Regions from separate parts of the Mus musculus genome. Here all the other regions are linked to region 1. Evidence: chromatin contacts called from public HiCAR-type, HiChIP or PLAC-seq and promoter capture Hi-C data. All regions are on one chromosome and are shown on one strand. Each heading gives the region's core, a stretch centred on a gene start, on an enhancer-like site or on the middle of the called end of the contact. The rest is flanking DNA. Distances are from core to core; before and after follow the strand shown.

Region 1 (3,559 bases), core at 715-3,214:
TCCTGGCTGGCTCAATTCTTCAAGGCTAAGAGTTGTATGCATGACTCAGGAGCAAAGCCCCATGATTTCCTTCAAGGATAATGGAACAGAAGAGAAGAGACGCTACAATTCAACAAGCATGGTGGTTTATTCCTTTAATCCGAGCAATCAGGAATGCAGAGGCAGGCAGATCTCTGAGTTCAAGGCCAGCCTGGTCTACAAAGGCATTCTAGGGCAGCCAGGGCAGTTATACAAAGAAACCTTGTCCAAACAAACAAACCAAACAAACAAAGTTACAATTCTGAGAACTGATTTGGAATTTAAAGAGACAATCCAGAGAACCCCCAACCATGATACCAGCAGGCAAACTCAGGCTCCATAGCAATTTTGTGTAACAGAACAACCAAGTCTGGAGTAATCAAAGGAGTGTAAGAACACAGAAATCTTGAAGAACCACACATTCAGAGATCCTCTCATCCCACATTCCCTGTCTTTGAGATCTTACCAAATTCTTCCTCCATATGATGGTGCCACCTATTTGTGCTGTCTATAAATCTCTTTTAGGAGCTAATCCCATTGGCAGAGTGTTTGCCCGGACGCACAAAGCCTGGGTTCAATGCTCAACACTGGATCAGCTGGGGCAAGGGGATGCACGCTTGCAATACCGCCACCACCACAGAAGCAGAATCTGGACCATTCTCAGCTACACAGCAAGTTTGAAATCAGCCTGGGAGAAATATGCATGTCACATCACCCTGTCTCAAAACCAAATAAACCTTACCCTTGTATGTTAGACATTGAGCGTCCCATCTTCTCTGCTCTGTTTTTCTATGATTCTTAAGAATGCTTGCACCAGCCAGGCGTGGTGGCACACACCTTTAATCCTAGCACTTGGGAGGCAGAGGCAGGCGGATTTCTGAGTTTGAGGCCAGGCTGGTCTACAAAGTGAGTTCCAGGACAGCCAGGGCTACAGAGAAACCCTGTCTTGAAAAACCAGAAAAAAAAAAAAAAAAAAAAAGGAATGCTTGCACCATGTTTTCCCATCCTCACTCCAAACATCTATTCCTGACTTGACTTTTCATTTTGTGTTTTAAGTTTTTCGAGGCAAAAACACTCTGTAGCCCAGGCTGGTTTAAATTTATGAGTAATCCTCCTGCCTCAGTCTCCTAATGCTGAATTACAATTGTGAGTCAGCCCAGTTCACAGGCTCATGCAGGTAAGGCAAACAATTTACTGCTGAGCCACTTCCTACTCCACCCCCAGCTCCTCCCCAAAGTCTTTCCCCCTCCCCCCATCTTCTGAGATCAGTTGGGTTGTCAGTCTCCCAAACCAGGAAGTTTGGCATTCTTTTCTTTTCACAGTAGCCCTGCCTTTAATAACTTACAGTCTAGGGGTTAGAGAGGTGGCTCAGTGGTTAAGAGCACCGACTGCTTTTCCTGAGTAGTTCAGTTCAATTCCCAGCAATCACATGGTGGCTCACAACCATCTGTAATAGGAATTCGATGCCCTTTTCTGATGTGTCTGAAGACAGCAACAGTGTACTTATATACATAAAATAAATAAATAAATCTTAAAAACAAACAAACAAACAAAAAACCCAAAACCCTTACAGTCCAGTTCCAGTCCAGTTCAGTTTGCATATGTAAATGTATAAGTACTTCAGTATAAAAGTAGTCTTTTGGTTCCATGCGTTAAAATTAGAGATACACACAGGTAATTTAAAGTTGGCAGATTTTTGTAATCCATCAAATGCAGTCACCTTTTAATTGTATGGCTAGACCTTTTATTCTTTAGACATTTCAATATATTGATAGTGAGAACAGGTGTATTAAACACTTGCATACGGTAGAAAGCCTAAGTCTCTAATGATGATGTTCTTAAAGACTGTTCCATAGACTTGTCTAGGGCATCTTCGCATTTCTGACCCGGGGTTTGGTCCCAGCCAGCACAGGGGTCAGCCCCGCCTCCTCCGCCAGGCCCGCCCCTTTTTCCTGGAGTCCGGCTTTAGTACTGGAAGGAGCCGTCTCCTTGGCTGCAAGTCCTCGGCACTGATCCAGGCACGGATTCCAGATTGGTGAGCAAACCCATTTTCTGACCAGTCGTTGCTGTCCCACTGGTGTGTAGAGTCTGTGCTGCCTTACTATTTGTGTTGGGGCTCACGCGTGCAAGAAGAGTTGCGGGACTGCCTCTTTGAGTTTCCTTGAGTTTGGGAAGCATTGGAGAGGCATGTTCGCGGCTAGGAATAGGCAGTATTCCTATAGCCCTAAGCGGGAAACGGGCGTTGAACCTGGATTTTGGAGGCAAAGGCACACTGCTCTGGGAGATTCCCGTTCGGAGTCCCGAGTGGATTCAGAGGTCAACATCTCCTCCCCCAGCTCCAGGAAGTAGGTTTATTCCCCCCAACCCCCAACCCCCTCCCAAGCAGGCCCGGCTTCTTCCAGGAAGAGTTGGGAGATGAGCTACTCTACCTGCCCCGACCCGGTCTACACCGGCTGCAACCAGTCGGAGCTAGGAGCCCTAGGGCCTCTCCAGAGGAAGCCGAGGCAAGCTGGGCGGAGTTAGGAACAGACCCCAGCCAGGATTTCTGGCCCTCGGAATTAGGCTTCCGGACGTGCTCTGGAGAAGTTTGCCTACCGGGTACTCTTCATCTGCGGACCTTCTCTGGGGGTGCCTACCGCCCCGTTACTCTGCTGAGTCACTTCTGACGGAGGCAGGCCGAGACAGTGAGGTGATTTATTGTGAATAACTTGGCTGAGATAGGGAGCATTGAATTTATGTATTCTAAAAGTATGTATGTAAACTCAATTTTTTTTCAGATATATCCTTCTATAACCCAAGCTACCCTATCGCTAACCATCTTCTTGATTCCAACCCTCTTCTCTGGTGTTACGATTACAGGCCTGAGCTACCGACACAGCAAAGGGACATTTATTTTATCAGTCATTTGAGAAAAATAGGTGTTACAGCTAGTTATGTTGCGTGTGTTTCAGTACAGGACCTGAAAATTGGATGCCGTATGTCCCCAGTCTGTTTATTTAGCCTCTGAGCTTTAACATTAAAAAAAAAAATTTATTTATTATTATACATAAGTACAATGTAGCTGTCTTCAGACACACCAGAAGAGGGCATCAGATCTCATTACTGGTGGTTGTGAGCCACCATGTGCTTGCTGGGGTTTGAACTCAGGACCTTCGGAAGAGCAGTCAGTGCTCTTACCCACTGAGCCGTCTCCTTAACATTTTTTTAATATGTAGCGTGGACAGAGCAATACAATGGGTGGATTCTAGAGTTTTGGTGAACGTTTACTGGGGCAGAGGTCGAAAAACAGCAAACCACCGGGCATGGCAAATTCTCAAACAAGGTTATTATGGGCAAACTCTATGCCTAACTTTTAAAATATGCATTATCAAGCCAGTTTTGGAAATAATATGCTAAGAAGTTGGGGTGTGTGGCTCAGTTGGTACGGTGCTTGTACAAAGTCCTGGATTGGATCCTCAGCATCAAAGAAAGGTAGAAGAGCTGGGGTGATGCTCTAGGGTTCTTGGGGAGTGAGTGGGTGGGGTGGGGTGGGACAAGGTGT
Region 2 (3,559 bases), core at 638-3,137, 1.6 Mb after region 1:
CAGTTATAAAATAGCATTGAAAATGATTTTATGGCCGGTGGTCACCACAGAATGGTATTAAACGATCACAGCATTAGGAAGGTTGAGAACCACTGGGTTAAAGAGTAAAACAGGAGAAAAGGCATCTGGAAGCTATAAAGAGATGGAAGCTATGTTCAGAGTGGAATACAGGTTGGGATGGAAGAGTTCAAACAGAGTAGTCATGGGACAAAAGAGCATACCAGGAGCGAAAGAAACTGAGGAAATTGTGCAGCTGGTGTTTAGGGAGACTCCATGGAGACTTCCATGGTAGCATGTAGGACCAGGGGGGAAAAGCTCACATCCAGCTCTCAGTGTCCAGGAGACAGAAGTTCTGGAGTTCTGGGGATGAAGAGTAACAGTGTGAGTCTTAGAAGCTAAAGGGCTTCTTTAGCAGTAGCAATACCATATAGCTTTCCTTGTAGTATGGATATATGGTCCATGACTGTCTCCTAGAAGTTGTACAAGAGGTTCGGAGGTAAGGACAGTTACAACACAACCTTCTATTAGTTCTGAGTCACCTGTGACTTATGTGAGCAGGCTGAGGAGATACATAAAAATCCCTGTCATGCCCTGCCTGATAGTATTTCCAATTGGCATGTGTTGTTCTGAGAGGTGCTGGCAACACCATTGTCTCCTGTGGTATGAGTTGGCTGTGGCAATGACTCTTCATGTAACATGGCTGGAACATTACTGTTGTATGGACACCACACTGAGAACTTCTTCCACAGGTACATGCTAGCTTGGCAGGCATCTATAGTGGGTGTAAGTTGGTTCTGACAGTTCCTCTTTAGGGGTGTCCAGGCTGTGAGTGTATCTCTTGAGAATGTATGTTGCCTGGGACTCGGTCCCTGTGGGTTGAAGAGGATTATGACTATGTCCCCTATGGGTATTTGAAGAGTTGACATAAGTGACAATATTTTTCTGGCCTATGACCTGTGGCTGTGGGCCCAGCCCATGCACACTGAGTTCATTGTGCCTTTGAGTTCTCTCTCCCCACCCCCTCCACGTGGGACCTAGGCTTGCAGTGACCTCTCTCTGTCCCCTGACCAGGACTCTGATCTAAGCATCCTGGACAGAAACTTGCAGGCTCTGGTACCAGGATGCACTTAGAATACTAGTTTGGGTGACACACTGCCACCTCAGGCTTCCTCCTCTCCCCTCTGCTTCTCTTTACTTCTGCTCCCTCCGTTTCTTTGTCTGTGTCTCTGTGTCTCTGTCACACACCCATCAATACGTTCTGACACATGGCTCCAATAGAGCCAGGTAAAAGGCACCCAGGCACACATCCTCACAAGGACCTGCTTGTCCTGGCACACCCTCATTCTGACCCACACCCCCTCCAAGTGACACGCACATGCACACACAACCGCGCGAGGACACTCACTGACTCACACTCACTGCACACACACTGTCCTGCCCTCACCCACCAACCCCCCGCCCCCCAACCGCACACTCAAGCACCACCACACACTCCCACTCGATGACACCCGCACACAAAGACCCCCCGGCCCTGCCCCCATGCTCACGTTCACGCTCGCCCTCTCCCGCAGGCCCCGGCCCCCCCCTCCCCCATTGTCTCGGCTCAGAACAAAGCCCCCGGCTCCGCCACCGCCGCCGCCGCAGTCGGGGAGGCCGACCGACCCCGCGGGTGCGGCCGGACGGGCCGGTCACTGACCTCGATGCGGTGCGGGCTCCCTCGCCCAGTGTTGGGGCGCAGTCCGGCCGCGGTCAGCCCCCGGGGCAGCGCCCGCCAGTGCGGGGCCTGGGGCCGCGCATCGTCCGCTTTGACTGGCTCGGGCTCACAGTGCCCTCGGCGCGGGCCGCCGTCTGTCTGCGCTCGCTCGACCGTCGGTCGGTCCGTCCGTCTGTCCGCCACCGCCGCAGGGGCGCCGCCTCCTGCACAGCCACCCCGCGGAGGATGCAAGATGCGCCGCCGCGGCCCGAGCCCCCTCCCCTCCCTCCCTCCGCGCGGTAACCCGAGCCCCCGCCCTCCGCCGAGCCCCCGCCCCCGCCCCCACCCGCGCTGCCGCGGTCCCCGCGCCTCCCGCCCGCCCTCCACCCCTCCACTTCCCGGCCCCAGGCCCCAGGCCCGGGCGCCGGATCCCGCCCCAGCGCCGCGCCGTCCCTTCTCCAGGCTACTACCGCGCCAGATCCTTTCGTCCCGTCCCGTCCCCTTCCTCCTCTCCGTTTTTCTTTCTCCATTCTGTACTGGTCTTCGTTCTTCCATCCCTACTCCGCCATGGTCCGCTTCTGCCCCACTGCCCTGTTCTGTCTCACCCCTTCACACCTCTTCTTTACCCACTTCTCCCGGTCTCTCTTCTCGTTGTTCTTTCTGTATCCAGCTTCCCTCCATCAAATGCCCGCTATCTTGCTCTGTCTGTTCGTCCGTCTTCTCTGCACCTTTTCTCCCCACCCCTTTTCCTGGCTCTTTCTTTTGTCCATAACCGCTCTTACTTCACACCTTTCCCTTCCCTTCATCACCCCGTCCTCTCCTCTTTCCTTCCGTCCATCTTAACATCCCCGGTCTTTTCTGCTACTCACTTACTACCCTGTGATCCTATTCCCTTTCCCCCTGTCAGCCCTGGCTTCTCATTCTCTTATTTCCTCGTCCATCCCAAATGTGAATTTAGAGATCGAGAGGTATTAAACCATAGAGTTTAGGGGCTGGTGGTAGTCTGAGAGTGTATTTCCCTAGATAAGTAAAATGAAAAACTGGGTAAGAAGATGACAAAGGTCTTGAGGGACCAATTTGGGAGGAAGGCTTTGTATGTGTGTGTAAAGTCAGTTAAGTGGATGACAGTAAGCAACCTGGAAGCTTTTATACCTTGTCCTTAGGACTGTGATCGATGTGAGGGAAGAAAGGCATTCTAGCAGGTACAAGTGGCACAGAGAAACTGGGAACTTCTAGGAAGAGAGGACAAAGGACCTTAGGGAAAAAGGAGGGAGTATGATCATGGAAGATGGAAAGAGAGGCTGAGATGCTCCATGGTTATCTGGGCTTCAGGCTTGCACTGCCCGGTGGGTGGTGGTGAGCAGGGGTGGGGAAGGGAATGGGCTTGGAAAGATGATGACTTGGGATTTGGGGCTTCTGCCTTTGAAGTGCATGTTGGGTAGGTAGGTCTACATTTGAAGGAGCGGTCTGGGCTGGGCATAAATATTTGGGAGTCATCTGCAAATACCGTATAAGTTTGAATATAGGGTGAGGTTTTTTTGCTTTTTTGTTTTTCCAAAATCATCTCTCAGGAAAGAGGGAGTAACCTTATATTTGAGTCCTTACAACATCTCTCATATTACAGGGTTTGCTCTCATTTACTTTATTTTGAACAACAAACCACTGGATAGGGCAGTATGGTATGGTGACTAAGCTTGTGGACTCTGGAGCCAGACTGCCTGGCTCGGGGTCCAGACTCTGCCGTTTGGAAGTTGTGTGCCTTTGGGAACGTTGGTTAACCTTCTTTTACCTCAGTATTCTCATCTATGAACTGGGTGTAATGATTAAACTATTTTTAATATGTTAAAGTACTGCATACCTGGTACC
Region 3 (3,559 bases), core at 697-3,196, 1.5 Mb after region 1:
GTTGAACCAGCTCAGCTACATCCTCCAGGGTTAGGTACTTTCCTGCAGGGATTCAGAAGAGGCTCTCGTCCTCATTTGAGGCTTTCCTGGGTTGTCTGTCTGGACCTCAATCAGAGGACATCAAAACTTCCCGAGGAGGACTGTGTAGGGCTAGGCATAGTGAGAGTCAAAGGGAAGAAAAGGCTCGAGAGACATGAAACGTCATGGCCAGGAAAAATGCACAGCATGTGTTACCATGGTCACAAAAACTCAAGGACGTTAGTAAACTTTCAATATCCCATTTTAAGCTTATCTTCAAAAAGATTTCCCCAAACTTTTGGAGCCAGTTATACAGAACCTTCTAATTTAGCTCAGCTCTTCATCCTTGTTGATTTTAAACAACATAACGGTGAGTCATTCTTTCCTGCATATGAGGAGCTTCTTGGGTGCTCTAAGGATGCCCCCCCCTCCTCTCGCCTCCATTCTACACACACACACACACACACACACCCTTGCCTCACCATACAGGACTTTAAGCAGGGGAAGGATTCACTCCAGCCTGAGCACCATAGAGAATACTCTAGAATAGAGAAGGGACTGTTCTGGGGAGTGGGGTGAAGGAGAGGAAGCTTCAAACCAGTCCGGGTACTGGGCAGTAATCCAGAAAGAGAATAAACAACTGAGTTGGTAGCAAGAGGAATGGCCAGAGTGGATTAATCCAAAGACAATTTAGGACTTGAACTAGCAACAGAGGAGGGTGTGGCAGTGGCTATGAGAGTGGGGTAAGGTCCATGACTTGATCATGCACACACACTAAGTGCTAGTCCTCCATTTGAGAGCTGGTAGGGTAAGTGAACATTTCAATCTAGATCTGATTATGAATCATGTGTTCTTAAACACAGCTAGCTACCCCACACCCACCATCTTCCTGGCACTTGAACCTAGGGTTTTTCATATGCTCCGTAAGCACCCACCCTATCAATGAGCTAGCTAGGCCTCTAAAAAAAATTGGTTTTAATGTTGACAATATTGCTACACTGCCCAGGCATGCCTTGGATTCAAAATCGTCCTGTTTTAGTCCAAGTAGCTAGGATTATTACCTCATGCTACTAGGCTTAGATTTGTTCTTAGTTTTAAGACTGAAGAACTCAGGTGGAAATTTTGGTGTGTGTGTGTGTGTGTGTGTGTGTGTGTGTGTGTGTGTATGAATATGGCAGTTATTGTCATTTGTCTGTCATACCAGAAACATGGCCCTACATGATCTGCACCAGCCAGTGCCTGCCTGGTCCTGCCTCCCACTTCCTGCCCCAACTGATAGGCACCATATTGAGGAGAGCTAGGATCCGACACAGCCTGCACCAGCTCCGAGAGTCTTTCCAGGTTCCGCTGTTTCAGCGCAAAAGTGAGACTCAGCTCTTCCTCGGGATCCACGCGGCCCAGGGACACCCAGCCTGGAGGCAGCCTACAGGGTCAGGGACATGATTTGATTAGGCCATAACGAGAAATCCAGATCATGGAAAGTTTGGGATTAAGAACTGAGACTTTGGGTCGAATCCTAGATGCAGATAAGGATCATAGGAGATAAATGACCAGAGATTAAGCCGAGGGGGTGTCGAATAAGGCTACAGAGTGGGTACTAGGAGCAGTTGAGGATGAGGAAAGCTAGGACCAAGCGTCTGCAGAGACAGGCACCTGTAGTACTAAATCAACTCACATCCACCGCTGGTCCGGCTCAGGGTTGTAAGTGCATTTGCCGGCGATGACGAGAGCAAGGAGCCCTAGGAGGCTGCAGGGACAGCAGGTGGGTTTCATCAGGAGCCGAACCCTCATTGTACTCCTTCTACAACATGTAATCCCTCTAATGTAATCCCCCTTAGCTACCCTCCCCACCTCAGTTTCTCACCGGGCTTGGAGTCCCATTTTGGCTTTCAGGCTGATCTGTAGTCATGTGATAAGTCACATGAGCATGGTCTGGCACCTCCCCCATCTCCCTGCCTAGTAACTAGTGACGTTGCTGACTCCTCCCTCCCAAATGAGCTGTTCTGAATGCTGGGGCTGCTATTAGAATTCTATGCTGTGTTGAGCATCTAAGCCCAGGGCTCCTCTTCACCTGCTGCCCAAGTCTGTCTGTCTCTAAAGGAATCATAAAGGAGTGGGCTCTGAAGCCCCATAGGTATGGGCTGCTCCTGGCCGTACAATATTAGAAAAACAAGCTCTCAGAGCCTAGGTTTCTTCACTTAAAATTCAGTGACTGTTACGTAAAAGAAATGTGCCTCATACTTGGGAGTAAAAGTGGACATTGCAATAAAGCAAGCCTATGGAGCCAAGACTGACCTGGCAGACTCAACTAATGTGAGCTCTTATGAATGTGGACATTTCATGTTTCCAAGGTGTGTGTGTGTGGGGGGGGGGGGTTGGGGATTTCTTCACTTACCTACTCTTAATAATCACCATATCTTATTCCAGACCCTCAGGCTTAGGACCCTAGACTGCTTCCTACTCTGTCAGTCTCTGCAGGAAACCACTGCAGTTCAAGTCCTGACCATGTTAGAGGGGAAAGCAGCAGAGATCCCAAGGCTAGGCTTCTGAGCTCTCAGTGCCAACCCTACTCCTACATGTCCTGTTGTCCGCCCTCCCTCTGGGCCTCCTTGGCTACTGTGCCAGGTATCCACAGTGCTACGCCAGTGACTTCTGGTTACCCTGACAGAACAGAGCCAGAGGCTGGATACAAACTGCAGTTTATTAAGGCTCCAGAGTGAGAATTGGCACTTGTTCTGGGCAGGGGCAGGGATGTCAGAAGAACCCAAAAGAGCTGGGCCCAGATTGGAGGGACCTCCCCATCCCCCTAACCCCCAATAAATAAAGTCTCAGCTCCATCGCAGGGCGCTGGTGCAGGGCAGGAAGTCTTGGCTGAAGAGAACCCAAGGCTGTTGCCTCATTCTTATTTCTCTCCACACTGGATCTGGCCACAGGTCATGACCAACAGGCCCTCTGTGGTCCTAGTGCTGAAGGAACTGCAGAGAAATGTGGGACCTGTCCCAGCTATAAGAGTTTAAGGTGGAGAGCAGGGGACTGGTGGTGGCCTCCCCATAGTCAGTCATGGTCCGAGGCTGCCCAGGGCAGGCTGAGAATGGGGCCTGCTTTGGGGACACTGGACGTGTCCCAGGTCGGGGCCCAGTTAGGGCCACAGCTAGATGCGCAGCTCTGTGTCATCCGGAGGCTCCAGGCCAGACTCTGTACTGAGTGCTGAAGCTGAGGGGCCCTGGGCTACCCCGAATGGTGAGACAACGGGAGAGCGAGCAGCCAAAGGAGACAGTGAGGGTGAGAAGCTGGGGGACATGGCAGCTGAGGAGAGGGAGCCTTCATGGCTGATAGGGGAGCGGTGAGAGGCTGGTGGGAAGATGGCCCGGGCTACAGCTGTGCTTGCAGGCTTTGGGGGAACAGACTTGGCTCCTGGGTGTGCCACAGCAGTGATGAGGGGTGGTGGGTCAATACGGGGAGCTGGAGGACACGGACGAGCTTCATCCTTGAGCCGAGCAATCTCTGTGAAGACACTGGCCAGAGGCTGGAACTGAGGGCA
Region 4 (3,559 bases), core at 445-2,944, 1.4 Mb after region 1:
GGAGCTCTGTGGGTAATGGTTGGTTCATATTGTTGTTCCTCCTATGGGGCTGCAAACCTCTTCAGCTTCTTGGGTCCTTTCTCTAGTTCCTCCATTGGGGACCCTGTGCTTAGTCCAGTGGTTGACTGAGAACATCCACCTCTGTATTTGTCAGGCACTGGTAGAGCCTCTCAGGAGACAGCTATATTAGGTTCCTGTCAGCAAGCACTTGTTGGCATCCACAATAATGTCTGGGTTTGATGACTATATGGGATGGATCCCCTGTTGGGTCATTCTCTGCTCCACAGTTTGTCTCTGTAACTCCAGGAGCTTACATTTTTTATCAGGGTAAATGGATAAGCAAATATGAGATAGCAATCAAAGTATGGGGTAAAATTAGTTTGGGGAAAAGAGGGTCTGGACCTGGGAGAGTGCTGACTTCTGGGAAATTAAAGGATTCACTATAAGGGGATGCATGCCTGAGCAGAAACTTGAAATAAAAATTTGAGAACAATGTGGAGAAAAGTGCTCACTCTTGTATACAATCCTTCCACCAGTGAGATGAACCATCAAGGTTATACCTTCTAATCTTTCCCAAACAGCCCCAGCAAGGGACCAAACATTCAGATATATGAACCTATGGGGTCATTCTCATTCAAACCACCACAACCTTTGCAAAAAAAAGATTAGATGTGAAAGTTTTATTTTTGCCTAGGTCAGGGCAAGTGAAGGAGTGACACAGGCAACTTCCAGGTTGTGCCCTTCATAAAGAGGTGTGATTTCTTCTCTTCTTCATCTCACTAGTTGTAATGGGCCTAGGCAGAGGAGGTGATGAACTAACTCTCTTGGATCCTGAAAGCAAAGACTATTTGCTTAGCCTTAGAGAAAGCAGAACACTCTAACCATGGTCCTGGGAATACTCAAGCTTGAATGTGACTCAAGTGAGAGCAAACACTAAACTTCTAGTTGGACACATACATATAATTCTTTCCTTCAGGAGGTTGAGGCAGGGGAGTCATGACTTCAAGGACAGCTTTCATTTCTAGACTGGAGACTAAACCCAGGGCTTTGAGCATATGAGGCAAGTGTTGGACCACTGAGCTATGCCTCTCACCTGTGAGATCTGTATCTCAGACTTAAAACTTGAAATATATGAAATCAAACACCCTACTCCCCCCTCCCCCAAGTCTACTCTTTTTACTGTCTGGCCTATCAAAATTTCCACTGATTAGAATAAAATCTATAACAGAGGTAGGTTGCTTTCTTCCTTTCTCTCTTTCTTTCTTTCTTTCTTTCTTTCTTTCTTTCTTTCTTTCTTTCTTTCTTTCTTTCTTTCTTTCATAACTAAACCACTCACTACTAGATGTGTAGCTTGTTGAGAGAGATACAAGATGTTTGTCTTACTCGGGTTTCTTGTTGGGACTTGAGGTGGGACAGTTGGATATGCTGTCAAGGGAGGGGAGGGAAAAATCAGTGAGCGAGTGAGTCCCTAGGATTACACTTGCTTCCTACGACCACGCCCCTAATGCTGTTAGTGCCCCCAAATCAATCTTGTCATTCAGTCTCCCGCTCAGCCAGATTCTTTTTGGGCCTTTGGGGTGTCAGGTTAAAAGCAGTATGCTAGTGTGGCCTGGGTCCCGGTCCCGCCCCCAGGCCCCTCCCACATGCCTGTTGAACTCTCCTTCTAGCTCCGATTTGAGGCTCGGGCCTCCAGGATTCTGTAACGGTTCTAACAGCTGGGAGCAGGTGGTGCAGCTGAGTCCTCTGCTCTGGCTCTGGGATCTGCTACCCTTGCCCTCAGTGGCTCAGCTCTTCCAGTGCCTAGGGAGGCCCCTCCCACTGGCGCACCGGGAGCTGTCTTCTGCCACGTCTTTCCGCTAGGTGTCCTAAACTGCTTCCCTACCCAGTAGCCGGCTTTGCACTCTGGACCTTCTCAGTCTGTGGTAAAGGCTTCAGGGGACGGGAGCTTTGCTGCCTTTGAGTGACAACCCTTTTGTGTTTCCTTTTCAAGGTGGTTGCCAGCCTCCACTCTGAAGTTTTCCTCATGTGAACACAGTTTTTCCAAAGATTTTGCAAGCGTGTATCGGTCTCTGTGTTAAGTGACTGGAACTGAGTCTAAGTTCATTCACGACAGGGAGCGCTCCGCAATGAAACCTCATTCACAGACCAGTCCCCCTTCCCTTCCCATGCCTTCTACATCCTGCAGGCCAGGTGAGACGAGGCCTTGGAGGGTGGGAAGGAGCTCCTGGGCAGGGAGGGCTCCCTCTTGGACTTGTGCTAGTCCTTGACAGTGAGTGGCTCAGTAAGGGCCCTCTACTGGTCTTCCTATGCTCTGCAACTCTATATCCACCTTGCTGTCCTAACCCTACTGGCACAGCCCAGAGCCAGAACTTCTACATGTCCCTCCCTCCCTCCCCCCCCCCCCCCGCTGGGTCCCACAGGTCAGACCCAGAAGCCAAAAGCCTGGAATTGGCATTTGGACCCCGAGCTGTGGGCAAGATCTGTTCGACAGCAATTGAATACCTGCCTCCACTTTATTCTGGAAGAGAAGAAAAACCCATGGTTTTATACCCTTCAGTCTGGGCTCGTTGGATGTAGCTGCAGCGGACAAGAACACTCTTGGGACTGTCAAATGAAACAGGAGGATCTCAAGGCAGTGGTTGAATCAGAGCAGCGGACACTGCTGAAGCTGCTGCTGTCTGAGCTTCAGTCTCTGTTCTCAGCTGTGATGCAGGATGGCAGTTGTGAAGCTTGGCGCTATCTGCATGCAGTACTGGGCCTGTTGCCTCCATACCGTGAGATGCTAGCTGGTCAACTCGAGTTGCTGCCCTTCCTGGAGCAGCTGTACTGCTGGGCACCCAAGGTCCAAGCCCGGCTAGAGCTGGACCTGCTAGATGCCATAGACAAGGCCTTTCCCCCAGACAGTTCTTTGTTACATAGTTCTTCCCATGTTGACTGTGGTCTATGGATGAAGAGGTTTCATCGAGGGCCTCCATGCTCAGCATGCCCTTTTGTGAAGGCCCAGTGGGACCGGCAACAAAAAAAGGAATTGGCCACGTGGCTCCGACCATTGACACTGCCTGAGCTACAGCACTGTCTGGGCATTGTTGGTGCTGAGGTGGCCCTAGAAGAGACCCCATGGCTGGACAGCCTTAGTCTTTTGCCCTTGGCACTGGCTACAGACATCCCTGTACAGTATGAAAGCAGTGATACTGAGCAGGCAGAAGGCGAACCTGCTGGGAGAAAGTGAGTGGCATGGTTTGGGGCTTTAAGTAGAAGAGATAAAATGAATTAGTTTAGGTGCCTGCAGGGCTACTGGCTTCTTGAGCCAGCTCCTCATGGCTCTTCAGGATTAGCCCACCTCTAAAGTGAGCTGGACTAGGCTGCACCTTTTTCACTTGCAAAAACAAAGCTAATGTCTCAATGCTAATCTATAGGGAAACACTGAAATCAATAGCAGCCATTAGGAAGCCAAAACTTGACCTTGTAGTTTCCAGTCTTCTCAGACGGTGCCAGAAGCTTCTTTGGGGTTCATATTCTTGGTCATTTATATTTGCCAAAACATACTTTGGGGCATATA
Region 5 (3,559 bases), core at 374-2,873, 1.4 Mb after region 1:
TAATACAAACTACTTTGATGATTTGACTGCTAACTTCCATCACATGGTTAGGCATGTTAGAGAGTGCTCACAGGCGACCCCTCCTCTTGCTTTCCAAAATAAATGTTTTCTGAGATTGTCACCTTGGCATTCACTCTCAGGACTCTCCTCTATAGCAATCACATATCTTCTGAACAAAGGCGATACTATCCCACCTATGGTTCTTTTTTTTCTCAAGTTCCATGAGCAGAAATGCCACTGTCCCCTAAGCAGTTGAGCTGGTAACTACCATATAGAAAGTACTCAATAGATGCTGGTGACAGAAGAGTTATGTTTAAACTCTGCAGGTTCCTCTCAGCAAAGAGAAGCAAAATCAAAAGCAGAGACAAGACAAAGGAACAAAATTCCAAGGAGAGAGACCTCTATAACACAAGGTAGCTTCCCACAGTCTAAGCAGTTAAGAGGTAATATCACTGGAGGCATCCAAGCCGAGAGAGGCAGGGCACCTGTCAGGCCTGCCGCTCACATTCCCATTCTGCAGCAAACCAGACCCCTGCCTAGGAGATAGGCACTGATACGCTGCACAGTATGTCTGGAGACCTGGATAATCACTGCATCCACCCTGGAATCTCAGATCTTCCCTCTGGAGCAAGTCCTGGGTTTTAGCGGTCCGCATAGGACTCCCACACCAGGAACATGCACAGGGCCTGCCTTTTTTTTTTTTTTTTTTTTTTTTTTTGAAGTCAGAATGACCTCCCTGGGGTGCAGCCTGCCCTTCCAACCTGCAACCATCTGTCCCTGCAGATTTGTGGCCCAGGTTCTGAAACCAAGTGCAGGGGGAAGGAGGTGGAAACCAGGGAGGGGACAGGAGTCCTCCAGTCAGGGCCCAGGCTAAGGGAGAACTAGAGGGGTCCTTTCCTACAAGACACAGCCTCTGCAGGAAGCTTCCTGTCCAGCAAGCAGTGCCCGCAGTGGAGGAAGGATGTCCTCCATCCTGGCTGGTGGGCTTCTTGGTGCCTAAGGAGGACGGAGAAGGGAGCAGGGGTGGAGGAGTCTGCACTCAGGAGAAAGGAACCCTTTGGACGAGCGGGGCCACAAGATTCCAGAGTGCCAATCAGCAACCCCACCCACCCACCCCCAACACCATCGGCCGCAGCTTTCGGTACCCTCCGCCAACACAGAGACTCCCAAAACCCGCGCTCCTAAAATGAACCATCACCCATCCACCCGCGCCTCCCCCCACCACACAGCCCGCAAACACGGACCTCACGTGAGCAGCCACAGCCCAAAGAATCCCCCGCTGCTCTCACAGACACGGACACGCCTCACGTGGACAGAGACAGGAACAGCTTTTGAAAAGCATCCGCGCCCCCACCCAAAGACGCTCGGACCCACACACCGCCGCTAGCACCAGGACCCGCACCCCGATACACAGGTGGACCAGACGCACCCTTGGGGCCCGCGCGGCGCACTCACGGCGTGGGAGCAGGATGGGAGGGCAAGGCCCGGACTGCAGCCACTCGGAGCGGCCCGCAGCGCTGCCCCCGCTGCCAGCGCCCGTCCGCCCGGCCCTGCCCGCGGCGCCGCCCCACGTCCCGCGCCTCCGTCTGTCCCCGCGCCGGCGCCGCTGCCGCTGGACCCGTCGCACAGGCCGGAGGGAGGGGCCGGGGCGGGGCTGCGGACCGGTCGGGGGAGGGGGCGACTCCGGAGCCGAAGGCCCGCCCCAACCACGCCCCCACCTCTCAGACCACGCCCGCCAGCCCCTCCGCCCTTGCGGCTCTTGGCTCTCCCTCTGCGGTGCGGTTTGGAGCTGGCAAGCGGATCCCGGATCCTAGATCCTAGATCCGGGATCCTCGCCTGCTGCCTCTGGCTCACGAGGCCTAAGGGCGAGGGTGAGTAGCTGAGGTCTGATAGTGGCACTTGATGCCTTCAAGTAAAAGCAGCTAGAACCAGCTTTAGTACTCCGAGAGTCCGTTCCTGCTGCTTCTGGTCGCTCCTTCCTGGGCTTTCCCGGAGGCTCCTGTGAAATCTGCTAGTTTGGTTTCCACTGAGCAAGAGGGAGGGGGACCACCTGTACCTCAACCCAGAACTCTAGGAGAAGGGGTTTGCAGGCCAAGTGGGAGACTTCTTTTCGGTTTTAGGTTCCTCAGGTGCCGCCTGAGGAAATTTGGTTTAGACCATCCAGCGCGACTCCTTCCTTACACCAAAGACCCAGAGCAATTCTCAGAATCATTGCATTATGGAAAAACAGCCTAGGTACAATACAATAAAAACTGTACATTAACAGGGACTGAGTGTTTATTACGTGCCAGACAGAGCTAATCACTTTACATACATTATCTCATTTAATACGCATAACCGTAATCGGTAGCTGCTTTTATTAGCAGCTTTACAACGGAAGGAGCGGAGCGAGCTTATGTTCCCCAGGCATTAATCCTAATCAGCTAGAAAATGGTGGAGCCATGTTTGGGCTCTGCTTTCAGGTTCTGTCTCCAACCATTTGAAGATTCAATGCCCTTACAACAAAAATCCTCAGTGGCCCATAAAGTAGGGGGCTAATAAGAGAACCAGCACCTCTAATAATCAAGGCAGACAGCTGACTACATAAAGGCTAATTAAAGCCCCAGAAGCCTGGCTGGGGATTGCAGTTATCACTGACAAAGAGTCAAGTCAGAGTGGTGTGCACCCTGTGCTGTGGGAACCTGCTGACTGGGTTGGTCCCCTTTCTCCACCCTCTAGAGGGGACAGAATGCTGAAGAAGTCTGCAGTTGTCTTTGGACCTGTAGTTGACCGCACTCAAGCCCTGTCTAAAGTGCTGCTGGGAGTTTTCTTGTGATTTCTTATACAATTAAGGTTTGACTTCAACAAGAGCAGTGCAGGTTGCAGCAGGTGCGGTGAGAATGCCTTTATCTCTGCGGTAGCTACTCACTGGATGTGAAGGAGCTCAGGCAGGGTTCATGCTTAGAGTGACAAGCAAGGGTCACTAGGCTACCCAATAGTCCAGGAAGTATGTTCTCTACACTTCGCTTCTCCCGTGCTGCCAGACCTCTAAGAGGTTTCTTAGTTCCATTTCTCCAAAGATCAAGTCTGCCTCTTGTCTCTCACCCACTTAATTTTTCATTCTGGACTGAATTCTTATTCAGACTTTATGAGCATTGGCCTTTCTTCCTCAGCTGTTCGCTACTTACTTTTCAGATCTCAGCTTTTAAACTGGCATCGCCATCCCTACCTCAGTCTAAGCTAGATGCCCCTTATCTGGTGCTCCCACTGCATCTTGTATCCTAGCATTTCTCATTGTATTGTAGTTGCCTGGTTACTTGTCTCTATCCCCCACTAGGCCTTAAGCACTGTGAGCAGGGACTGCGTTTTATTCACTGATGTTTCCCCAGGGCCTAACGCAGTGCCTGGCAAATAAAAGCACTCAGTAAACATCGGCTGTATGATTGAATGCATGATGGTTAGCCGGCCCAACCCCCTCTGGACCCTATGCTCTTCAGACACATAGATTGCCTTGGTGCTAACGGGAAGAGAAAAATAAAGCGTTGGCTCTGAAAGTGAGGGGCATCAGGCCTTCGGCAGC
Region 6 (3,559 bases), core at 490-2,989, 1.4 Mb after region 1:
AATCCTATTTGTTAAATGAATAAATGATTGGATGCATTTTTAAAACGACCATTATGAGTGCTGTGTAACTAAGAGGGAATAAACAAGAGCAGTCAGGGGGGCTGTCTTCACTAAGTGTGACAGCAATTGAGCTCCAGTGACATTAGCAGACCTGAGAAATATTGAAGTCGTGGGCATGACAGAGCTTGGTGAGATCTGATGTCGAGAGGTGAGGGTGAATGTTGCTCAGACCCCACCTCACTGTGACCATAACCTGAACTGAATGGACAGATGTCATTGAGAGAGGCTGAAGGAACAACAGACATGTAAGTGAGGTATGAGGGGAACAAGAGATGTTAATTAATTCACCTTGAAATCTGTAGGTTTGGAATTCCTGTTGAACTGTTCAAAAGGATGTCAGAGGACAGTTGAGTATATATGAGTTTGCATTTCAGCAGTGGTCTGGGCCAGACAAATAAATTTGGGACTCAGCAGCTTATATATGAAATTTAAAGAGTTAGACATGCAAGAAATGGTCAAGGGAAAAGGTCAGAGTGAAAGAACGCAGCTCAGGCCAGAATAGCATCACATATGCAGAGACGAGACAAGAGAACACTTCAAAGCAATAGACAGTGCCTAGGAGGAAAACCAGGAAAAAAAATGCTTCAAGGAGACTGACACATACTCAGTGGTAATGGGCTCACAGCCGCCAAGTGTCCATTGGAGTTACAAGGAGGGCTCCAGTGACCTTGCTCAGAAGCTTCGGTGGATGTCAGAGACAGAATGGAGTGGATTTTTAAAATGAATGGGAAATTAGGGGCTCAGAATGCAACCTACAAACAGGACTCGGAAGAGGCTGGAAATAACATCTGAATTGGAGAGGGAAAACTGCTCCTAAGGAGCACTCTAGTCGCTGCTAGGCCTCTCTGTCAGGCTGAGATGGGAACCCCGCCGGTCCCAGGGCACACCCCTCGGTCGCTGAGGACAACAGAATGCAGCTTGACAGATCCCAAGCCTGGGGCTCTAGTCTGGAATCGCACGGCCTGGCTCCTACCCGGATCCAAGTCCCCTTCCCAGCATTAGACGTCCCCTCCCCCACTCTTCTATCGCCCCTCGCTCTCCCCCCCCCCCCCCCGCTCACCCCCTCCTCCCCGCCCCCGCCGGGCATCCTAGAGGATCAAGAAGCAAAGCTTTGGGGAGCGGTCGGTGTTAGGACCAAAGTGATCCTGCGGAGGGTGATTTTGCAGGCCCGCGGTAGGAAGGCGGCGAAGGGAGTTGGGTGGGGGGTAATCAGGCCTGGCTTGGAGACCTGGACTTCTGAGAAGAAGAGGCTGCAAGGGTTAAGGGCTGCTGAGGCTGGGGATCCTGCTCCCGGGGCTGGGCTGGAGACGGAGCAGCACCTACCTGCGCGGCGAGGCCCCAGGCCCAGGTGGCGAAGGTAGCTCAAGCTGCAAGGCTCCCGCAACACCGCAGCTTCTCCATCACAACATCCCCCGCCCAGGAGCGCGCAGGCCGCGAGGCCGCGCCCCGAGCGGCGGAGCCGCGCACGGGAGGGGGAGGGGCGCCATCTTGGCCGGGGCGGGGCGCGCGAGCGAGTGCGAGCCGCACTGGCTGCAGCTGCCCCAGCCGCACCCTGCAGACCCTTGACCCTCGCAAGCCCTGCGTCCCAGGCCTCCTGTCTATCCCCGCACGGCTGCACCCAACTCCCAGGACCCTGCCCAGCTCTCCCCTTCCATGCCACCGTGGACTCACCTCCGCGTCGGTCCTGCACCGACGCCGGGAGACGCGCCTAGAGCACGGAGTCTGATCCGCTAGGGAGGGGGGAAGGAGGAGGGTGGAGAGAGACACGGGTGCTGGGACCGTGGCTGCGCCTCAAGAGGCTGGCAGCCGGCTGCTCTCTGGCTCTTGTGGTAGCACTCCCTGACGTCCTGTGGATAATAATAGCGCGTATTTATTGACCGCTTACTCTGTACCAGGCTCTATGTTCAACCATTTGCTTGCATTCATCCTCAAACCAGCGCTGTGCAATTCCCACAATTGTTGTTCTCGGGATTTGAGAGGCAGGTGCTGACATTCTGAAGGGTAACACGACTTGCCCTCAGTAACAGAGTAAGTGGTTAAACTAAACCAGAACTGAGATATTTCTTACACTCTACCCGTGCCTCTGAATATAAAGCTATGACACAGCGTCCCCCACCCCGCCTCCCCCCCCCCCACTGCACTCCAGGGTAGAAATTAACTCTAGGAAAGGACCAAATGGAGAACTGAGTGGAAATTAAACAGAAATGCTGTACTTGGCTATTTTCCTGTTCACTGCAGGCCCTGGATAGACAATGAGGCAAATCTTAATGGTCAGATCCCTGACATCAAGGGCAAAGAGGGGCAGAAACCCCAAAAGCATTGTCCCCTGAGCTGTGGGCTCGGTGGGCTCTGAACATACTGAAAAACTGATTGGAGATGCATCTAAGTCTAACAGTGCCCAAATCTAAATTTGTTATTTCATCTTATGTTCATCTTCTAAAGAATTTCCCTGACGTGGAAAAGTACACACACACACACACACACACACACACATACTCTTAATGCAGGGTCACTTTATCAATCTCTGGCTTGTTCAAAGCAAGTACTCCAAAGTACTTTGAATATACTTTCATTTATCCCTGGGTAAATATGAATGTTTTAAATTTTTGTTATAGACATTTGCACTTATGTGCAAAAGTGGAGCAGTGTAACAAAACTCCCTATGTCCATCACTCATCTTGTACAGTTACTGACTTGTGGCTAAGAATCCATTGTAATCTGACAAGCACCTAGGAAATACAAACCATGTTGGATCCCAAGCCGGACATAAAGATCCCCAAAAGAATCTGGTTCAGCTGCATCCCACCTGGAAGACACGCACCTGACCTGGATCCTTGAGAAATGAGCACGTGTTACCTAGAAGGACATTCATTCATTCACTCACTCACTCTCAGCAAATAGGTGTATGGTATGACACACTGTCCTTGGTGCTAACACCCAGAAAGCAAAAGAGAGTTCCTGCTTTCATTCAGCTTACAGATTAAAAGAGGGAAGAGACACCACATAGGTAATTAAAATTATGGTGTCTTAAGGAAAAGACACGGGACACTGTGTGTGTCAGGTTATTCTGGCCCAGGAGATTTGGAAGGCTCCCACAGGAAGTAAAGTTTAAGTGTGAGGACAGGATGACATAGAGGTCACACAGAAGAGTAGAAAATTACTCAAAGTAGCAGGAGTACAGGAGGAGTGTGAAGATTGCTGTAGTTTAAAGATGGCCACCCAAACTCACGGTGAGTCGAGAGGGCCATAACCAAGGCCAGCCTGAACCCCAGAAGTCTGCCTCAACCCCTCCCACCCACCCTGGCCCCCCGGAAGTCGTGAAGGTTCAGCTTTTATGGGTGAATTTGTTCGTTCGTGGTTTAATGTATTATAGGGTTGTGTGGAGAACAGGTCTAGTATAAAAGCTAGTTTGTCTGTGTCTTTTTTTTAGCACGTCCCTCTTCTTACCATAGAGATGACCCTGTGCTATCTTAGACCCCCACAGAATCCTAACATCAAG
Region 7 (3,559 bases), core at 726-3,225, 1.3 Mb after region 1:
TGTATAGCTTATATGCAAATGCAGCACTACTTCTCACATGTTATGATTATAGGCATGTGCCACTCAACCAGCTCAAGAATAGCAGTATTATTGCTATTTGTGGGATTGTGTGAGAATTGAAAACTAGTCATTACAAAGCACCTGAATTAGTATTTAGCACATTTACAGAATTTGATAAATTAAGCTTTTTGCCACTGTGGATATAATTCCTCTTTTTAATTTTTTGAGGTATGGCTTCATAGCAGTCCAGGGTAGACTCAAACTTCTCAAATTCACTTTGTAGCTAAGGGTGGCCTTGAATGTCTGATTCTCTTATTTCTACCTCCCAGGTGCTGGGGTTACAGGAGTATACCCAACTCTTTCTCTATTAAAAAGGAGGAAATGAGCCGGGCAGTGGTGGCACGCCTTTAATCCCAGCACTTAGGAGGCAGAGGCTGGTGGATTTCTGAGTTCGAGGCCAGCCTGGTCTACAAAGTTAGTTCCAGGACAGCCAGGGCTATACAGAGAAACCCTGTCTTGAAAAAATAAAAATAAATAAATAAACAAAGCCAAAAGTCCCTTCTATCCTGAGAATTCTGAATTAAAGCTTTGTTAGAAGATTGGCTGGCTCCCGAACTGTGGATCCTGGGGCAAGACATAGTGAGATCCTGTCTCAAAAACAAAACAAACAAACAACAACAGATAAAATAGGATTAAAAACACTTAAGAAGACCTTTGAGAGATGAGATGTAACCCATACCTGGCACCATTATCAGTGTAAGGGCCTGTGGCTAGATAGGTCATAACCCCCATAGCGGGGCAGAGAACCTACTACTATTATTCTGCTAATAGGCACAGTATTTAAATGACTTTAGTGTACCCGTAGATCAGAGCACTTAGCAGTCCTCACCAGTGAAGCTTCTTGAAGCAGGAGAGAGTTAAACACAGACACCTACAAATGATCATCAGAGAACAAGAGACTTCGAAGTGATCCTCCCTAAATGGGGTCTATATCACACCTCTCCTTACAAGGCTAAGTGATTGAAAGTGGGACTGAAAGACTGGAAGAGCCAGAGGCAGCGGGTGACTAAAGGAAACTTTTCTGGCACGACAGGGAAGTTGCATGCAGTGAAATCGCCATGATTGTGACAGCACGCACAGGATGTTCAAGCGAGACAAAATTCCAAAGGCTCACTCCTAGCTAAGGCGTATTGGCATCGGAGAGCTCCTAGAAGAGGCAGTTTTCTTTTTAAGGATATGACGACCCCTGGTAGGTTGACCAGGCTCCAGGGCAGGTCCCACACCTAATAGTGTTGGGACCTGGGTAGAATTCCCAGCACGCAGCACGGGCGTGGCGACCTCAATACATCTATAACTCCAGTCCAGGTGGATCCTCTTCCGGCCTCCAGCAGGCACCACGCACGTGGTGCACACACATACAAAATACCCATACACATAAATAAATAATAATGCAAAATTTTAAATTAAAAGAAAGACACATTAACAAAACCTTAAGTGATTCAAGGCTGCTGTAATGGTGGCAGAGCATAGGAAATCGAGGGGAGGACCGTCCATGGCAGGTCAATCCGCTCAATGCAAGCATCGCTGCCCCAGCCCTCTCTAGTTAATCTTCTCAGTTTAATGACCAGCTGAGCCGGGCATCTATTCTAGGAATCTGAATGTTTAAAAAAAAAAAAAAAAAAAAAAAGCGGGGAGGGGGGGTGGAAGAGAGGGGCACCTGGGAGTTCCCTAAAGGGCTTCCATCAGTTCTGGGCAGAAATTATCGGGGCCGCCGCCCGCAGCCTCGCGCAGCAATGGCTCAGGGTGGTGAAGCTTGTCTCTACCGAGGTCACCTACCCACCCCAACCCCGCGGGTCCTAAGACCGCCCGGGGTGATTGGGCTGTGGCTGAAGAAGGCGGATCAGGGCGGGTTGGCGAGCCCCCTTTTGCTCCGCCCCCAAGGTTTTGACAGCCGCTCCCCCACAGTTGCTGGGCCATAAGAGGAACAGGAAGGGGAGGAGCTGTTTTGTGGCTGGCTGCTGAGCTATCAGTCAACCACAACGAAGGGTAATCAGGTGTCTCCAGCGTTACCCGGGCCCCGAGGGCCAGCCAGGGCTTCGGCCTGTGGGGCCTGGAGGGGCAAGCCAGTCCTGTCTACGAGCCTGGCAATGCCCCACCACAGAGCATCATCCGGCCAGGACCACCTCAGAGCCGGCTGGGAGCAGAGACTGGAGAGGTCCTTACCGGCACCCAGAGTGGGACTCCTTTGGATGGGGCTGGGCTTGGCGCTGGTTCTGGCTCTGTTTGACTCCACGGTTCTTTGGGTTCCTGCCAGAGCTTATCCTCTTCCTTCTGAAGGCCATTCTGTCAAATTCAGTGCCATAGCGCCGCCGCTCCAGAGTGCCTTTGGGTGGCAGAACCTCACTTGCCCCGCCTGCAAAGTCTTATTCACTGCTCTCAACCATGGGCTGAAGGTGAGTGCGTGAAGGGCTGTTGTGGAATGCTGGGGGCAGGATGAAGTGCACTGGTATGCCCGGGGGAGGGGGCAATATATTTCTGGTAGAGGGTGCTTCCTATGCATCCATGTTACCACTACCCCACTGTGACCTTTATAAAGTTAGGGAGAGTAAAGTCAGCTGGCTAATTGTGGGCTTGAAATGGTAGCACACCCTGAGCTAGAGTAGGTAGCTAGAGGCCTGGTGCTGAACTGCTGGGCAGTGTGTGGGAGATACTGATGTCTCTTTATCATGGTGACAGAGTTATCCTAGCTCCGATTTAGACATGGAAGCCTGTGGAGTGGTGGCCAGGGTTCACTTGTTCTGTCTCTGACCTAACTTCATTGGTTCCTTCCACCACAGAAGGAGCCCAATGTGGCACGGGTAGGCTCTGTGGCCATCAAGATATGCAAGATGCTGAACATAGCACCACTAGATGTGTGCCAGTCAGCCGTCCATCTCTTTGAGGACGATGTGGTGGAGGTGTGGACACGTTCAGTTCTGAGCCCATCAGAGGCTTGTGGCTTGCTTCTGGGCTCCTCTTGTGGACACTGGGACATCTTTTCGACTTGGAACATCTCTTTGCCATCAGTGCCGAAGCCACCCCCAAAGCCACCGAGCCCACCAGCCCCCGGTGCCCCTGTCAGCCGTGTCCTCTTCCTTACTGATCTACACTGGGACCATGAGTACCTGGAGGGCACAGACCCTTACTGTGCAGATCCACTTTGCTGCCGCCGGGGGTCCGGATGGCCACCCAACTCCCAGAAGGGGGCTGGGTTCTGGGGCGAGTACAGCAAGTGTGACCTGCCCTTGCGAACGCTAGAAAGCCTGTTGAAAGGACTGGGCCCTGCCGGCCCTTTTGAAATGGTGTACTGGACGGGAGATATCCCTGCCCATGATGTCTGGCAACAGTCTCGCCAAGATCAGCTGAGGGCCCTGACCACCATCACAGACCTCGTGAGGAAGTTCTTGGGCCCAGTGCCAGTGTACCCTGCTGTGGGCAACCATGAGAGCACTCCTGTCAATGGCTTCCCTCCTCCCTTCATAAAGGGAAACCAATCTTCACAATGGCTCTATGAAGCCAT

The links. Promoter capture Hi-C pulls out the DNA fragments that hold promoters and counts their contacts. HiCAR-type assays count read pairs that join an accessible place to other places. HiChIP or PLAC-seq counts read pairs in DNA pulled down with a chosen protein or histone mark. Capture Hi-C pulls out chosen DNA fragments and counts their contacts.
Region 2: a contact with region 1 is called in a HiCAR-type map of astrocytes, with 4 times the contacts expected there. The contact joins the promoter of Dchs1 here to the promoter of Trim6 in region 1. A contact is called at or near these places in 1 of 39 promoter capture datasets (frontonasal cranial neural crest), 1 of 115 datasets of contacts at active chromatin or transcription factors (astrocytes) and 1 of 9 other capture datasets (adipose tissue).
Region 3: a promoter capture Hi-C map of embryonic stem cells shows a contact between it and region 1, with 2.4 times the contacts expected there. The contact joins the promoter of Tpp1 here to the promoter of Trim6 in region 1. A contact is called at or near these places in 8 of 39 promoter capture datasets (cranial neural crest, embryonic stem cells, frontonasal cranial neural crest and 5 more), 5 of 115 datasets of contacts at active chromatin or transcription factors (embryonic stem cells, epiblast stem cells, pancreatic cancer cells and 1 more) and 2 of 9 other capture datasets (adipose tissue and liver).
Region 4: a promoter capture Hi-C map of embryonic stem cells shows a contact between it and region 1, with 4 times the contacts expected there. The contact joins the promoter of Dnhd1 here to the promoter of Trim6 in region 1. A contact is called at or near these places in 5 of 39 promoter capture datasets (embryonic stem cells, frontonasal cranial neural crest, liver and 1 more), 1 of 115 datasets of contacts at active chromatin or transcription factors (cardiomyocytes) and 2 of 9 other capture datasets (adipose tissue and embryonic stem cells).
Region 5: a contact with region 1 is called in an H3K27ac HiChIP or PLAC-seq map of extraembryonic endoderm stem cells, with 7 times the contacts expected there. The contact joins the promoter of Trim3 here to the promoter of Trim6 in region 1. A contact is called at or near these places in 7 of 39 promoter capture datasets (embryonic stem cells, hippocampal neurons, liver and 3 more), 2 of 484 Hi-C or Micro-C datasets (both in embryonic stem cells), 6 of 115 datasets of contacts at active chromatin or transcription factors (cardiomyocytes, embryonic stem cells, epiblast stem cells and 2 more) and 2 of 9 other capture datasets (adipose tissue and liver).
Region 6: a contact with region 1 is called in an H3K27ac HiChIP or PLAC-seq map of embryonic stem cells, with 8 times the contacts expected there. The contact joins the promoter of Apbb1 here to the promoter of Trim6 in region 1. A contact is called at or near these places in 5 of 39 promoter capture datasets (the 3T3-L1 cell line, cranial neural crest, liver and 2 more), 3 of 115 datasets of contacts at active chromatin or transcription factors (embryonic stem cells and stem cell-derived neural progenitor cells) and 2 of 9 other capture datasets (embryonic stem cells and liver).
Region 7: a contact with region 1 is called in a promoter capture Hi-C map of liver, with 3 times the contacts expected there. The contact joins the promoter of Smpd1 here to the promoter of Trim6 in region 1. A contact is called at or near these places in 4 of 39 promoter capture datasets (the 3T3-L1 cell line, cranial neural crest, embryonic stem cells and 1 more), 1 of 484 Hi-C or Micro-C datasets (B cells) and 1 of 9 other capture datasets (liver).

What each region holds. Positions count from the first base shown.
Region 1 is chr7:104,216,831-104,220,389 of GRCm38.p6, forward strand. It overlaps Trim6 (tripartite motif-containing 6), which reads left to right and starts at 1,965. Exons shown (of 8, transcript NM_001013616.2): 1 at 1,965-2,053.
Region 2 is chr7:105,785,663-105,789,221 of GRCm38.p6, forward strand. Dchs1 (dachsous cadherin related 1) reads right to left here and starts at 1,888. Exons shown (of 21, transcript NM_001162943.1): 1 at 1,697-1,888.
Region 3 is chr7:105,750,289-105,753,847 of GRCm38.p6, forward strand. It overlaps Tpp1 (tripeptidyl peptidase I), which reads right to left and starts at 1,947. Exons shown (of 13, transcript NM_009906.6): 1 at 1,883-1,947; 2 at 1,694-1,765; 3 at 1,302-1,441; 4 at 1-42. The coding sequence starts at 1,899. Dchs1 (dachsous cadherin related 1) reads right to left here. Exons shown (of 21, transcript NM_001162943.1): 21 at 2,701-3,559. The coding sequence ends at 3,170.
Region 4 is chr7:105,649,082-105,652,640 of GRCm38.p6, forward strand. Dnhd1 (dynein heavy chain domain 1) reads left to right here and starts at 1,695. Exons shown (of 44, transcript NM_001370803.1): 1 at 1,695-1,860; 2 at 1,991-2,190; 3 at 2,421-3,225. The coding sequence starts at 2,127. It also overlaps a transcript of Timm10b not described here.
Region 5 is chr7:105,631,948-105,635,506 of GRCm38.p6, forward strand. Trim3 (tripartite motif-containing 3) reads right to left here and starts at 1,624. Exons shown (of 12, transcript NM_001285870.1): 1 at 1,430-1,624. It overlaps Arfip2 (ADP-ribosylation factor interacting protein 2), which reads right to left. Exons shown (of 8, transcript NM_029802.4): 8 at 2,254-3,559.
Region 6 is chr7:105,579,752-105,583,310 of GRCm38.p6, forward strand. It overlaps Apbb1 (amyloid beta (A4) precursor protein-binding, family B, member 1), which reads right to left and starts at 1,740. Exons shown (of 15, transcript NM_001253885.1): 1 at 1,384-1,740.
Region 7 is chr7:105,552,385-105,555,943 of GRCm38.p6, forward strand. It overlaps Smpd1 (sphingomyelin phosphodiesterase 1, acid lysosomal), which reads left to right and starts at 1,976. Exons shown (of 6, transcript NM_011421.2): 1 at 1,976-2,453; 2 at 2,838-3,559. The coding sequence starts at 2,148. Gm39063 (a long non-coding RNA gene) reads right to left here and starts at 1,977. Exons shown (of 3, transcript XR_869857.2): 1 at 1,718-1,977.